2 separate regions of the Sus scrofa genome follow, and region 2 is linked to region 1. Evidence: chromatin contacts called from public promoter capture Hi-C data. All regions are on one chromosome and are shown on one strand. Each heading gives the region's core, a stretch centred on a gene start, on an enhancer-like site or on the middle of the called end of the contact. The rest is flanking DNA. Distances are from core to core; before and after follow the strand shown. Region 1 holds the start of NUP54 (nucleoporin p54). Region 2 holds the start of CCNI (cyclin-I).

The links. Promoter capture Hi-C pulls out the DNA fragments that hold promoters and counts their contacts.
Region 2: a promoter capture Hi-C map of liver shows a contact between it and region 1, with 3 times the contacts expected there. The contact joins the promoter of CCNI here to the promoter of NUP54 in region 1. A contact is called at or near these places in 1 of 5 promoter capture datasets (liver) and 1 of 47 Hi-C or Micro-C datasets (embryonic fibroblasts).

What each region holds. Positions count from the first base shown.
Region 1 is chr8:71,831,843-71,834,743 of Sscrofa11.1, forward strand. It overlaps NUP54 (nucleoporin p54), which reads right to left and starts at 1,338. Exons shown (of 12, transcript XM_003129118.6): 1 at 1,159-1,338. The coding sequence starts at 1,225.
Region 2 is chr8:72,717,648-72,720,579 of Sscrofa11.1, forward strand. It overlaps CCNI (cyclin-I), which reads right to left and starts at 1,660. Exons shown (of 7, transcript XM_003129097.6): 1 at 857-1,660.

The sequences.
Region 1 (2,901 bases), core at 88-2,587:
GTCTGACTGTTGATCTTATACTTTAAAAGAGATATCTAATAATTTGGAAGATGTATTCTATTCCCAATAATAACGTACTCCAAATTCTTATCACTTGGAAGGTACAGTCTGTTCAATTAAATGCAAATTTAACAGACGAAGATAATAACTTGAAAGGTTTCTCAAAATCAAATCTTTTTAAGAGTCAAAACTTGATACAAATGTTTTTAAATCGACATTAGGAAACTAATTTCCTTTCCTTATTAGACAAGTCACTGTTCTTTCCCAAACTCTAGCAACTACAAAATATTCTTGGACTCCAGCTCCCAACATTCGTTACACAGACGGCCCGCATATCTACCTGCACTTGCCAGACTGTTACCAAAATTGAAAGGAGTCGCCGAAGTAGTAGAAACACCGAAATTCCCAATATTAAAGTTCACTGCAGGATTAGCAGTTAATCCGAAACCCCCAAAATTAAACCCACTGGCGGTGGAGTTGGCAGTCTCAAGCCCACCAAATCCTGATAGGCGTGTAGGCAAAGAAAATTTTAAAAGGGGAGAGGGGAAAGAAGGAAGAAGAAAAAGAAAAGAAAGCAAGATAAGGATTAGAAGAGTCAGCAGGAGGTTTCACAGAGTGAACAAAGACAAACCCTGACTTGGCTCCAAACGAATTAAGAAAGCGGAGGAGGCGGGGCAGGAGAAGGAGCAGGTACGTGCAGTCCCGCAGCAAGAGCCAGAGGGGCCAGGGCCGAGGGAGCCGCAGAGCAGCCCGGAGGTTCTCCAGCGCTACCCTCGCCGCCCAGCAGCGGGAAGCACCCGAGCGCGCCCGCCGGTCCCGGAGCCCGGGAAGGGGAGGGGATGAGAGGGCGGGCCCGGCAAAGGGAGCGAGGAGCCGCCTCCAGCCTCTTGGAATCCGTCTCCCCGGTGGCGGGAAGCGAGCGCTAGAAGGGGTGGGCCATGCGGGGACCCACCCGATGCACGCGAGCTCCCAGCTGGGCCTCTATCCCCCGCGTGGCCTCCTCAGGAGCCGTCTCGGCCCGCTCGGCCGCCGCCTGCCTTTTCCAAAGCCCCTAAAATCTGCGCGCGGGCAGGAGACCCCAGGTTCCCCCAAGCTCAAGAGTCTCGGACCCAAGGCCTCCCCTTTTCCCCGGGAGAAGGTCTGGGGGGAATGACTCACCCGCGGGGGCTGCGGTGGCTGCAGCGGTACCTGAGCTGCCCGAGGGAGCCGCAAAGTTGAAAGCCATGTCGCGGGAGCAGGGGACCAAGGTGCTGCTGCGGGCCTGCTCCCGCGACACTTGGTGCGCTTGGCTTTTCGATCCGGCAGGGAAACCGCGCCAGGAGTACGGAGTTCCGCCCCTTTCTGACCCAGCCTAAGAGGCCGGAACGTTCGAAAAGCGTAGGGGGCGGAGGATGGAGAGGGAACGCCCCTGGCTGGCTAGCTTCCGGGACCTGGCGGCTCCACGCGGCGTGGGGCGTCACAACCAGCGTGACACGCTGGAAAGCTCACCCCGGCGTGCGGCCCGAGGACTCTTGGAGAAGATGCGCAAAAGGCTGACTACAAGTGTGCAATGAAGGCAGGGTAGCAGAGAAAGCTAAATCCTCGTTCTTCCCAGTGGAGAGTCAGTGGTTATCAAAACTGAAAACTCACGAAACAGCTTGTTTGTCACTTAGAGCCGTGGGGTAGTAGTGGGAAAAAAAAAAAAAAAACAGGCTAAAAGTGCCTCTGAGAATGATATCCAAGTAGCTTTGGGTGTTTCTGTTTCGTTTTGTTTTAGAATTCTTAGTAGAAACTTTGTAGAATTATTTGATTCTTCTATTTATATGCTTGTATAACTTTAATAAAAATAAAAACAAACCATTGTGTCTATCAAAATCATAGTTGTCCTTGGATCTAGCAATGCTGTTTCTAGGAATTGATCTTGTAAATGATTTGGCAAAATTAGTGGCCTGCAAGGTTACCTGTTCCAGCATTTTTTATAACAAATGATTCGAAACAAACCTCAGTTTGCTTAAATAGTTGCATTCATACAAAGGAATACTATTCAGCTATGCAGTGGGAACACTCAAGCTCTTCAGGTACAGAAAAGAAAGATCTTAAAAGTAAATGATACAAACACAATTTAGAGCACAGTACATGGTATTCTACAATTTGGGAAAAAAGGAGGGCCTGAATATATAATTACCCACATTCATATACAATATTCCTGGAAAGATACATTTTAAAAATGAATAGCAGTGGTTGCCTCTGTTTTTGTTTTTTGTCTTTTCTAAGGTGGCACCCGAGGCATATGGAGGTTCCCAGGCTAGGGGTCCAATCGGAGCTATTGCTGCTGGCCTACACCTGAGCCACAGCAACACCAGATCCAAGCCACGTCTGTGACCTACACCACAGCTCACGGCAACTCCGGATCCTTAACTCACTGAGAGAGGCCAGGGATGGAACCCTGCAACCTCATGGTTCCTAGTCGGATTCATTAACCACTGAGCCATGACGGGAACTCCAGCTTTGGTTGCCTCTGAAAAGATGAATTGGGTGGCAAGGAGATGGATGAAGACTCTGCAGTATAAACACCTCTTATAGTTTTTGAAAATGTAAATGGTTTACCTAACAAAAAAATTAAATAATGCTAATAGTGGTCCTTGGTCCTAGTGAGAAGGCTGATTGATGGATGAGGACAGCAGGAACGGAGGCTGAGATGAGCAGGCGGACTTGATGATTGATGGGGTATGGAGAGGCGAAGAAGAAGCTGTCCCGCAAGAGTCCCTGGTCCCTGGCTTGCAGAGCAGGGCCCACTGTAATGTCCTTCCCCAGTTGTGGGAATTTGGGAAGAAGACAGGAAAAATGCGTTCCTGTCTTTACTGGGTTTGAGGACAACCTGGCTGAGATCCAGCAGGTGCTGGTTAGAAATCTGGGACTGAG
Region 2 (2,932 bases), core at 410-2,909, 890 kb after region 1:
GGGTTCCAGCAGTCACCTAATGGGAAAGTCAATCTTATGAAGCCTAGCCTCAGTTTCCCTCATCTGTAAAAACGCTCAACTATCTGCTCTTGTGAAGATTCAATAGGTTGCAAGCCACTCAGAATGATGCCTGTCCGATGAGCCCCTCCAAGGGTTATCATCATGTCACACTGCTGCAGCTCAAACGCTGATGGCTCCCAGTGACAGAATAAAAGCTGAATACCTTGGTCTGACATTCAAAGAGCTTCACATTCCATCCGCCCTCGGAAGAGATACCTTCCACTATTTTGCTACTCAATTCTCAACTCCTGCCAAAATGATCTGCAGTGGAACCCCTGGCTCGGCAGAGGGCCTTCTTTTCAATTTTGGAGTGTTCTTATGCCCTTCGGGGTGTAACTCAAAGCTCACCTCTCCAGATGCCCGAACCCACGCAAACCCTAGGTAACGTCCCTCTCCCACAAGCTCCCGCCGCGCTGGCGGGTCACCCCATTCATCTGGCCTGCCCCCGGCTCTGCACTATAAAGCATCTTCCCCTCACTCCCGCCCGAGCACCGAGGTCTAAGGGTGGGGGTGTGTCCCCGTCTTTGTGCATCCCACGGGCTCCGGAGCCTAGAACTCTCACTAGTAGGCAATTTGCTGGTGCTACAAAAAAGTTACTTGCAGACACACAAAAAAAAGGCCCGAAAGGGGAAACCAGCGGAGCCCTTTCCAAACTGGGAAGGGGCCGAGTTGACCAGGCGGGCGTCCGAAAGGTTTCTGGGGTGGCGAGGTGGGGAGCGCGGCGACGCGGAACAGGGGAAGGCGCGCGCACAGGGGTCGCGGGGACGCGTCGAGCCCCCCGCCCCCGCCCCCTCACCTTCTCCTCCTCTTCCTCCTCCTCCTCCTCCTCCCCGGCAGAGCTGTAGGCCTCACAGTGGTGACGCGGGGTCATCCGGGGGCCCGTTACCACCTCATTTTTCTCAGCGCGCGGCGGCGGGGCGCGCGTGACGAGGACCGGGCCGACTGAGGAGGGAGAAGAGGGGGAATTGGGCCGGAGGGCGCTGGCGCTCGAGCGGGACGCACGGCTGCGGCCGGTGGGTCGGTCAGCGAATTAGTTCCATGACGCCCCCGGACCTGAAGCCGCCGCCGCGGGTCCCGCTCCTCCAACCGCCGCTTGTGCCCGGGTGGGGAGGGGGTTCCCTCTCGCCATAGGGCGGCGGGGGCCGGGGAGAGGCGGGGGGTGAGACCGGCTCTGCCCCTGCCCGGGGGAAGCACCTCCGAGGGGAAATGGTGAAAGGGGGGAAGGGGAGGAAAAAGAAAAAAAAAAAAAAAAAAAAGGAAGGGGAAAAGGGGGGGAAAATAAGAAAAAGCGAGACAGAGGCGCTGCCGCGTCCGCTCGCGGGGAAGGCAGGGGAGGGAGGGGAAAGGATGAAGAAGCGCCGGCTCCCTCGGCTCCGCCCTCGCGGACCGATCCCTAGACTTGCTCACTCCTTGTAAACAAGAGTGAATTGGTTTCCCCTTTTTTTCCTCTCTTGTGCCTTCTCCGTCCAACGAAAGCACGGAGAGGTCTGGAAAAAAGCTGGACTGTTGGAAATGGGCTGGAGAAGTCGTTGGCACCGGGGTGGGAGAAGGGAAGGCTTTTTGTGGGCTAAGAAAAGCTAAAGGTGCATGGACTCATTTTCCGTGGAGGAGCGGAAGGGCTCCTCTTCGACCTCACGGTGACGTAAGTGCCTCCTTGGCTCTTAGAAAGAGGCGTGAGGTGGCCGGAGAGCAATCTGCGCATGCGCGCCGAAGAAGAAAGACGCGACGGAGCGCTCCGTTTGGGGGGGTTGGGTTCTGTGGATGCTTTTCTGGCCGAGCGAAGCGCTACCTGGTTTTTTTCTTTGTTTTTTGGGGTGTTTTTTTTTGTGGGGTTTTGGGGTGTTTTTGTTTTTGATCCAGCCTATCTTTGTCTAGGGTTTGTAAAAGGGTTAATTGGGAAAAGGTTGACGTCTGTTGTGTAAGGATCATGCATTCTTTGTTGCCCTCGCGAAAAGTTCCTTGTTCTCTTCTTGCAATTGACGTGTAAATAGAATTGCGGGTTTTTTCCGCTGCCACGTCGTGGGTGGAGGGAGATTCTAAAGCGCATTAGAAATCGGGAAGTTAAGGGGTAAATAGTAAACACCTCTTTTAAAACGAAATGATACTGCTGGCAGCCATGGGTACCTTCTTGGTAACGTGCCAAGGGAATTCTGTCTACTTAACTGACACGGCTGAGTATTTCAGAGTAGGTTTTATTACCAGGTCTTTAAAGACTGTCTGGTGACATAAGTGTTTTATTTGGGGTTCCTTCACTGGACAGGAATCAAACCTGTGCCACAGCAGTGACAACTCCGAATCCTTAACCCACTGAGCCACCAGGGAATGCCAAAATGGGACTTTTTTTTTTTTTTGGCCATTTGCTCATCTTTTAATTATTTTGGTTATTAAAAGAATATGTAAAATTACAGAAAGTTTTGTAAGAAAAAAAAACCCCTCAAACTCAACCTTTTACAGAAGTTGTCATGTTTGTGTTTTCCATCTCTGTTATATGCCTGTTTTAGCAGTCTTAAATTTGTTTTGAGCTTATTCATAGAGCCAGACCAGGTGCTAAGCTCTAGCAACTAAATAACTAAGAAATGGCTTCTACCTTCCTAGAGTTTACAATTCAAACACCAAAAGTAACCCTTGAGCTAATTATCACTATGTAAAATCACCCAGTACATTGATCTGCTTACTTGAACATTGTATTCTCTCCCTAGAATATACGGTCTAGGTTGGCAGAGATCTTACATGTTTTATTTCACCCAGTATTCCTGCATGTAAAAGGTTTTCAATATTTGATTACTGACTGAATAAACAATTACCAGTATCAAATGTATTAAGATGCAGGCTGCTATGGAAACATTTACTCCCAGTCTAGTTAGGGATATCA